2 separate regions of the Mus musculus genome follow, and region 2 is linked to region 1. The links are chromatin contacts, called in public Hi-C maps. All regions are on one chromosome and are shown on one strand. The core of a region is the stretch at or near the end of the contact, and the rest is flanking DNA. Distances in the headings are between cores, read along the strand shown. Region 1 has its middle 210 kb from the start of Gm24957. Region 2 overlaps Gm39436 (predicted gene, 39436).

Region 1 (4,744 bases), core at 1,185-3,684:
AAACCCCAGTGCAGGCAGGAGGATAGCTTCTCTCTTCTTTCTTGGTTTTTCAGATAGATGTATCTTGGTCTTCTGAGCCTCCATAACAATAAATAAAGCAAGGCTTACCATAAAGTTGCTCTTACAAGTACCTACCTTCTCTACCTCTCTGTCACCTATCTTTATACCTACCGTCTACTTCTCCACTATCTGTTGTTTAATATACATCTATTATCAATCAAATTACATATTATCCATCTGCTATGTATCTATCATTTGCTTTTCTATTTTTATAATACATATTAAAACTTTAAGGATTATAAATTATATTAAATACTTTAAATGTATTTTATTTTGCAATTCCCCTCTAGTTTCTTTTTTTATTAGATATTTTCTATATCCATATAATCAATATATCGATCTGTCTGTCTATCATCAATCCATGGCCCATCCATTCTATTGGATCAGTTTTCCACGAGTAGATTTCATTGAAGAATTGGGGTTGCAAAGCGAGCATTTTCCATTGGAAACCATTACCCAGGCATCTCATTTGAATATCAGCTGCAGCCTGCTTTTCACAGCCTGTCCCCTGTATGTTCATTCTTTGTTTTGGACATAAATTGATTGTGCACAGTGATGGGGTTTAGAATGACATTTTCATACAAGCATATAATGTACTTCAACCATGCTTCCCCCTCCACCACACTCATAGCCTCTGTTTTGTTTTAGATTCCCTCTCTTTGGTTTACCAGCTCCTTCTAGACTGTATTGCTTCTGTTTTCATGTCATATATGCATGCCTGATTTTGTTGATGTGTATAAAATCTCATACAACTGAGGGGAATGATGTTAGAGGGTATTTCTGAGCCTGACGTGCATTGCTTAATGGCACTATCTCCAGTGGCATCTGTTTTCTGAAAAGGCACAGTTTTGTTCTTCTTTACAGCTCAGCAGAAATCTGTTATGTCTGTCTATGTACCACATTCTCCTTATGTCTTCCTATGTACATAGGCCATTCTGTAATCTGGGTACATAGGACATTCTATAAGGGCACATAGGTCATTCTATAACCTGGGCACACAGGTCATTCGGGAACTTGGGCATGTAGTTCATTCTGTAACTTGAACACAGGTCATTCTATATTCTGGACACAGACCATTCTGTAACCTAAGCATGTAGGCCATTCTGTAACCTGAGCACATATGTCATTCTGTAAGTGAGCTACCACTAAGAGCACTGCAGTAAGCATTGATGCTTTTACTGACTTGTGGCGTTCTTTTCCCTTACTGTCCCCCCTCCCCTTTCCTCTTCCTGAGCTCCTATCTCCTCTTTTTGTTTTTCTATTTTTAACCCATCTGTTAAATGTATTGCATGCTTTACTAACCTCATCTTTATAGAGGGATTTTTAAACAGAATCAAGTTAAATAAGCAGGAAAGTAACCATTGGGTCTAGTCCATGGTTCACCTCTTTCTACAAACTCTTTCAGGCAAGTGGTCATACAAGGAGCCTTCTTGTTTTCTATCCCAGCTGTAAGTCACATGTGCAGTCACTGACCTATTGATTTATTTACATCGTTCTTTACATCATTGTCATCCTTCCTTATAGGAAGGTAGGCGTGTTTGTTTGATTTTCTTTTCTCAGTGATCTGTACAATGAAAACCGGAATCTGCTTCAGACTCATGGCACTCCAACATGGTGACAGTGGGTTTCTCAATGAAGAGGATATGAAGTTTGCTTAGGAACACAGGAGGTATGAGGGAGTACTATGTTCTTTTCTGAGTGAATGCCGGATGATGGGCTAAGACACAGTACCATCCAGGTGGTTGTCAGGACTCTTGTGGTAGATCACATATGTACACAGAACAACCAAAGATGCTTAGATTAGGTTTTTAGGCATCCTTTAAAAGCCTTATGCATCTTACAGTGGACTTCCTTCATGTGTTATAGCTAGTGGGTAACCGAGAGGTCTAAGAAAAGCTAGGATGAGAGTATGCCTTTAAGCTTTTTCCTTCCATGTACTTAGCCCATGTCGGCAGGCAAAACACAAGTGCAAAATAGAAGCGCTTTAATAAAAATAAAAAACAAATTTATATAAAATTTCTCATCTGTCCCCAATTGTGTTGTAAAGCCTTACCTGTCATAGACAGAATGCAATGTCACTGTGGCTTCAAACAAGTGGAAATTATTTTTCTTCAGTAATAAGCAGTTGCTTCTGGTTGCTCTGAAGAGGCCTATATTAATAATGATAATTATAGTTGTTCATATACCCCTGCACAGAGCTTTATAAAGCAGGAAAATGTTCTTACAAGCCATTTCCTCCTTAATAGCTTTGTCAGGAAACAAGGTCTTATAAGGAGGACTTGGCCTAAAGAATGACAGCCAGACTAGTTGTGATGTCACATATAGCATCTAGCAGATGTCCTCTCATGGATAGGGACACACACTGTCTATGCCCACCCCTGTCATGCTGACATAAGGACAGAACCATGGTACCCTGTCAGAGACGCAGATACTTGTTCCCTGTCTTGTTTTCTGTCTGATGTCTGATCTTACACATATTAAGTACTAAGAGTGAGTATAGCATCCCAGAAAATAAGTGCAGCCAAGAGACATAGAAATAATCCAACACAGAGATTTCGTAAGACAAGTTTAGAAACAGATGGGCTGAATAAAGCATCTATATAAAAACCGTTCTGCAGAAAGGCAATAAATAGGCAGACAGACATTTCACATCTTAGAAGAAACCTCAAGGGGGGTCAGGGCATGCAGAAACCTTAGAACCTGGCAGAGCATTGAATGGTCCACTTCACACCTATTCTATGATCTGATTCATTTATTTAGAATGTGGGGTCAGTGGGAGACCACTTTCATTGTGTGTCTCCAAAGACTGCAAAAGAAACATGAATGGGAACTATGGACACAAAACTGAACCATAAAACACTTTACAAATGAGAGTTAATTATTTCCTGTCTGCTCCTATTCGGGACTGCAGAGAGAATATCAACACTGTAGGTAGGGCAAGCATAACCAGGGGCAAAGAAAGCATCAATATGCTAATCTCCAAATTGAAAGTTTTAGAGCCTCTTATTTGCATATAGCCTAAAATCCCTTCGAAAGTAGCTGCAATGTGCTTTGTTACTTTCAAAACCCACATATTGAGTTGTGATTAATTTATTATAGATGAAGCAATGTTTTCCTTTTAAAAAGTTTTCTTCTCCTTTGTGCCAAAGGGACCAGTAGAAAATTTAGCATGTTTTCTGTGCCATAGAATATGCATAGTGGCATCAATAATAAATAGCATTTCCCGCAGTATAGAGTGTGAGACACTTGTTCACAGAGCCGAGTCACTCACTTGCAGTGAGCTAAAAATATCTCAGTGACAAACTCTAGGAAAGGAAGAAAAAGAAGATTTCTGTGTTTGTTACCCAAGGACAAAGCCTTGCCTAACCTGTCCAAGGTGTCCTCATTATCTTCTCTCAATAATATACATTAACACCATAATAGATTCTAGGGTGTGTGGCTTTGCTGCCCCCTCCACAATGCAGAAGATTTCCACACAAAGAACTTCATTTATCTTTCAAGAACAACACTTTATAATGCTGAATAATGTTAAGAAATTAAAGTTTACAAGTGAAATAGAATACTTGTTCTAAGAGTTGCAGGGTCTTAGTGAGTTGCTGCATATGGATTGTATTTCTATGACCAGTGTGTTGAATACCTGTTCCTGTGAGCTTGTTTGAGCAGGAAACAGCTAACAGGTGACAGTCTCAATGGCACATTTCCACAGAACTTTGTCCTTCCTGCAAAAATAACAAACCACAGAACAACAAAGTTCTATGTCAACAAAGGCATGTGTTAAAAGTTCAGCTTGCTGAGGGAGTTTTACTGAGCCTAGATAAGCTTGGGCTATGGAAACTATTGTTTCCTCCACTGTTTGGCTGTTGTAAGCAGACAGAAGCAACAGCAGGCAAGTAGCATCCATGGGTATTATCCTTGTGCTAGCCTTGGGATTCAGGATTTTAGTCATTGGCTGTAGCCAAGGCTATAGCTCTCAGACAATGGGTCCTCAAAACCCAATGGCTCTCTGGAACTCTTCTGGATAACAGGTTGGGTATGTTCTCTTCTGTCTCCTTAAAAACCTTCTCCCCATCTTCATGTCCTCCTCTTTCTCTTCTTCCTTTTCCTCCTCCTTCTCCTCAGCATTACCACTACCACCAGCATCATTATCACCATTACCATCATCCTCCACCATGATCACCATCACCACCACTGTCATCATCACTGTCTTCTTCATCATCATCATCACCATCATCATCATCATCATCTCTTAGTCTACTGCTTTCTTTCTTCCTGCTTTACGTACTCAGGAACTATTTCTCTTCTTGACCTCCATTCATCAGGCTTCCTGATGCTCTACAATCAGAGGCTGCTACTGGGCTGATGTAGGATGTCTGGGAGATGTCCACAGCTGCTCTGGACCTGGTGGCCTACTCAGGAACTGGGTAGCTGAGCAATTGTGATCCCTCAAGCATGGGTACAAACCTATTACCAGGTGGGCAGAACTATTGACAATGTGCCACCCAATCCACAGTACAGGATGAATTCAAATCCACTGGAACTTGGGGACAAATCCACAAGCTTAGCAATGTTGGGGGTATTGGAATCATTTTTACATCCAGTTCTCTCTTCCTGTTACCAGCTCAGCCTATACTTTTGAATGTAGGTAGAGAAAGCAAGATGGCTCCAAGGATTAAGACACCTGCTG
Region 2 (4,950 bases), core at 1,149-3,648, 610 kb after region 1:
GTCCCAAGACTGCTGTCCACCTGAAAACACTATGGTAGCTTGCCTTTCTTTGTGGGAAGAAGTGGAGAGGGAGGAAGCAGACAGACCTGACCATTATGAGTATGAATTTGTTAATCCCTCCAAAGGTCTTCTTGTCTTTAAACTCAGTTGTTCCTGCAGAGGCCATGGGCATGCATAGAGGCAGAGAACAGGAGATGCCAGGTGCAGAGCCTGTCAAGGAGTCGGGAAATGTTCATTTCCTTGGCTTCATCCCAACTCCCCCAGCACTAGTCTCCATGACCACAACACTGAGCCCCTTAATGTCACCATTACTCTGATGGCAATTACAGCAACCTGTCTCCCATGTTAGCTATGTACCAGGCAATGGGCTGGGTTCACATCTGATACCTCCATGCTTTGTCTCACTGTGAGTCTACCATGATCCTAGGAGATAATCTACAAGCTGCTTTATTTGAAGGCAAGAACAAAATAAACATGCTAAATCTCAGACCAGCCATCCCATAATGGGGATCAGTCTCTGCCTCAGCCTGGTCTCGGCATCTCTGGCTGAGTGTTCACGCCTCTGGTCTAGCCACTGGTCCTCGGTGCCTTCATCAGTCTCCTCCTCCATCTCTGATCCAGCTGACCTGAGACACCTTCAAACTAGGAGTGTGAGACCTGTACCAACTGCTTTCTGGTCCTGTTTTATAAGGATCCTGCCTAGAGTAGGATCTCACACACCAGCAGACTTTAGAAGGCCATGTCTTCCATACCTCATACCTTTGCAGAGTCCCCTTCCACTAATTATGAACTGATGCGTGGGGGTACTGGAAGAATACCCTGGTGGTGCTTCTGTGCCTGTTCTAAGCAGAACGGAGCAGGGGCCTGGAGAGATGTGCCATGGTTAAAAGCATGGGCTGCTCTCCCAGAAGACCCTGGATTCATTCCCAGCACCTACATGCCAACTAAACAACTGTCTGCAAGTAACTGCATGGAACTGTGTAGTTCCATGGATCTGATGCCTTCTTCTGGATTCTACAGGCATGGCATGCACAAAATACACAAATATACATGTAAGCAAAATACCTACACACTTAAAACATACATACATACATACATACATACATACATACATACATACATGCCATTTCCAGGGTTTCTGCTTTTGTGCTCCTTTGCTTGCTCTGAGCTCCCCTGTCAGAGATTTCACACCTTGCTGATCTTGAGTGGTCTGTGAAGATGGAAGGGGCCCTGAAGCCACACAGCAAAGCAGAAGACAGCTGTGAGCCCAGCTGAGTCCTTGCAGCCTGTCCCCAGCCACTAGAACCTTCGTAGTTAAGGCAGGAGATTTGAAGGTGTCTTTGACAGCAATGGAGTCTTTCTTGGCTCTTGATAAACTTAGCTTGTGGTCTAGGGTCCTGTAAAACTCAGTGTCCTCCAAAGCCACTAGGACAGGTGGCTTTTGTGTCCTTGTCTAGAGAATTCAAAGGATGAAATACACAGACCATAAAGGGGAAGGGGGGTTTAAAGAGAAGTTTATTGTGGATTCTTAGGTCGGGCTTAAGAGAAACAGAAAGCAGCACTTCTGTAGCAGGATTGAGTCCTGGCAATGGGATACCCTCGCTGCTGCCCCAGATTTTTAAAGGATTTATGGTAAAGACCGGGGTGAGGTATGGTCCAGTTGGTCGACCATGTGCTGTGTGGTAGCCTCCTCTCCTCTCAGTTTCGTTCATGTCCACGTGTACAGCTTCCAGGCAGGAGAGATGGCTCTGCAGTTACCAGCACTGAGTGCTCTTCCAGAGGTATCAAGTTCAACTCCCAGTCCTGGCATGGTGGCTCACAACCAACTGTAAAACAAAACTTCCAGGCAAGGCCAAGGGACAAGAACTAGAGAAGCAGAATTTCCTGTTATCCTCCCTCCCTCCAGCAAGGGCATTCTCTGAGCTGCTGCTCTGCCCTTTCCGGCCAGCTTTATCTTCTGTCCTCATCACTGGGCAGTGGAAGAACAGAGGACATCTCTGCCCAGCAGACAGCAAATGAAACCAAGATATTCCACCCCTGCTGTGCTCTGTCCAGATTCCAGACCCTCAGTACCAGAAGAAACAGACAACTCACTGCTCTGCTAACTCCTGGTGAGAGTTTGCCACAGAGCCATCCATCTATCCGTAACACCCAGGCCCATGTGTTATTTACATAAAACCTAGAGTCAATGTGCTAAGCATCCAGTTCAATCCGGTGATGTCCATAAACTCCTTTGGATCTCACTTCAGTCCCCTGTGTGGTTATGACTTAAAATGCTACTAGACACCGAGAGCCCATCCCCTGGTTCTCAGCTCCAGTCGAGAACTAAGGCATTACAAAGCCGGCAGGCAATTATCTATCGTGGGCTGGTACATAACAGAAGCAGCCTGGCGCTAGCCCACACTGGGAGAGACATTAGTGGAGCGGGGCTAAAGGGAGGCTGCCCAGCAGCCGCCTGTTCTCAGTGGGGCCTCTCGCCAATCCCGATGTCCACCCACACAGCATTCAACAAAAAAAGTTCCAGGGACTGTGGCCATCATGTCCGTCTGAATTGTGATCCGGATTTGTACACTCTGGGGCGGTTTGATAAAAACGCAAGTAAGAAAAATATCCAATATCACTGCCAGCAAGACACAAAAGGCTATATCGGTTCCCAATTTAAAAATAATAACTCCATCGTTTGGCCCCCTCTGGAGTGGTTCAATCAGATCCAGCCCGTTTCTCATGTTTAATGTCTGGTATAATGACTAGGCTTAATTTTAGTGGAAGATTTCTGCATAAGAAATGGGGGAGAAGAATTTGTAATTCCCCAGAATTAGAATTGATGTCACTGGACTCTTAAAATATGCATATCATCTGAAAATGTATCAAGGGTAAAGAACCTGACAGACTCAGCTAACGGGGCTGGCAAGCGTACCTCAGAGGGGCATCGGTTTGAAGTCGTCGCTGTAAGCCATGATGTAGGTGACAGTAAGAAATTGACTCAAGGTGTTGCAATTCTTTTTAAGAACTCAGAAAATCCCTTCATTAGGACTTAATTGATTTCTCCAGAAAGGCTTTCTCATAAAGGAAGCTGCCCTATGTTAGGTTCTTCGATCGAAGGTCCAGTGGTCTGAGTGCCTGTTAGCTGTCAAGCACCCTGATCTACCCTGGGCCTTCCCAGTAAGTAGAGCACAGAACTGGCCCTGCAGAGTTTGCTGGCTTATCCAGCAGCTCTCTCTCTCTCTCTCTCTCTCTCTCTCTCTCTCTCTCTCTCTGTGTGTGTGTGTGTGTGTGTGTGTGTGTGTGTGTGTGTGTGCAGAAGAGGAGGAGTCAGAAGTACCATCAGCTGGGGGCCTATGGTTCCTCAGACCCCAGGTCTCCTCAATTCCTGTGGTTCAATTAAGGAGGCAATTCCTATGTGGCCTCCAGACGCCCCAAATCAAATTCTAATTGAGTTTCAGGGCACACAGACAGATACTGGGCCCAGAAGCAGATTAGAATCACAAACTGCAGAGTCCCTTTATCCTTTCAGCCTGTTTCCTTGTCTGTAAAATGGGAACAAATCTTACTTCAGAAGGCTTTTAAGAAACACAAGGGAAGGTGAGACAGTTTAGTTCCATTTTACAGATGCTCAGTGCCAGACAAAGACTTAAAACTACATACAAACGAGGAACTAAAAACTCCCCCGGGAAGGCCAGTTGGGGAGTAGAGGATGGAAGAGGAGACCAAGCAAAGGTACAAAGTCAGGAGGCTGCCACAGAGAGGACATTCAGCCTGAACCTGGGAGGGAGGAGCATGGCAGGCGGACATTCACACTCCGGTGTCTTGTAGCCAGTTGATGTTTTCATGGGGCTGGGCAGAAAGCCCACATTCCCCCAGCACTTTAGATTACGTGCAGGACTGAGCACAGGAGCTCCAGTAACCAGAGCACAGGAGTCTCCAATCAATGACACAAGGAGTCTAGCTGTTTAGGATCAAGTTGGCCTGGTGATAGAAGCCAGGGGCTCAGGTGGGATGCCTACAGCATCCTTTTGGACCTGTAGTACCTTCTCCCCGGCTCCTTAGAAAGCCAACACATTCCAGCTCTTCACGTTACAATCAAAGCAAGTCCTTGGGGTTTTTCTTACTTGCTGCTCAGAATCCTGCTTTGTAGCAATAGCAAGAGAAGGGCTGATGTAACACATAAGTTCTCCATACCTACAACCAGAGACAGAACCAGTACTGGGTATGGAGTAATAGCTACATGCTAGAATCTCTGCAGTTTTTTGCCCAAGTGAAAGGTGCCTAACCTAGGATTGCTTGACATTAGCAATGAGATCTCCATGGCCAGAAGAGCCTCTGTCTCACAAACTTTAGGGCAGTGTCCTAGCCCACACACTTCCTTCACGGCCATTTTCATGACTAGTTGTCACCTCATGAGGGAGCTGACACTCTCAAAGAATACCTTTAAGATCCACTGGGATTAGGCCAGCACATAGTTCAATGGAGCCCCGTGCCTTCTACGGGGGGGGGGGGGGGAGATATAATTTAACACAAGTCCAAGGCCTCAACCAATAGGCTCAAGAAAATCCAGTGTTTATAGAGAATCAGATAAGTGCTACCAACTTAATCCAAGATTTGTTTTTAATTTTATAAACTTTATTATTTAAAAAGTACATGCAAATAAATAAAACACCGTACTCCATAATAAACCAGATTCAAAGCCTATACTGAATGCAGGTGATGTATGTGAGTTATGAAAAAGAACATGAAGTTAATTGGTTTTCTGACTCTCTCCTGGAGTCTTAGGTTGGGGGGGCAGGTAGTTAAGTGCATGAACTTATGTGATAACACAAGTATAGAATTTAATGTGAAGCTCTGTAGCCTCTCCCAAATGCCTACCTTTCTGTGAAGGAGTTCACTGAGTTCTCACTGAGAATTTAACAGACTCATTCTAGTAACAAGGATCAAAACTAACATCTTATGACT

The links. A called contact is a pair of places that touch in the nucleus more often than the background predicts.
Region 2: a Hi-C map of cortical neurons shows a contact between it and region 1, with 2.1 times the contacts expected there. The contact joins two enhancer-like sites. A contact is called at or near these places in 2 of 484 Hi-C or Micro-C datasets (cerebral cortex and cortical neurons).

Annotation. Positions count from the first base shown.
Region 1 is chr9:112,732,202-112,736,945 of GRCm38.p6, forward strand. No RefSeq gene overlaps it. Among named protein-coding and RNA genes, the nearest start is that of Gm24957, 210 kb to the left of the region's middle. Within about 2 kb of position 2,435, at least 7 of the 459 cell types and tissues checked have an H3K27ac peak or open chromatin away from gene starts, as enhancers often do. A contact at or near this core is called in cortical neurons, where this site is marked.
Region 2 is chr9:113,344,308-113,349,257 of GRCm38.p6, forward strand. The region is part of intron 4 of Gm39436 (predicted gene, 39436); the gene reads right to left. Among named protein-coding and RNA genes, the nearest start is that of Gm39436, 13 kb to the right of the region's middle. Within about 2 kb of position 2,399, at least 14 of the 459 cell types and tissues checked have an H3K27ac peak or open chromatin away from gene starts, as enhancers often do. A contact at or near this core is called in cortical neurons, where this site is marked.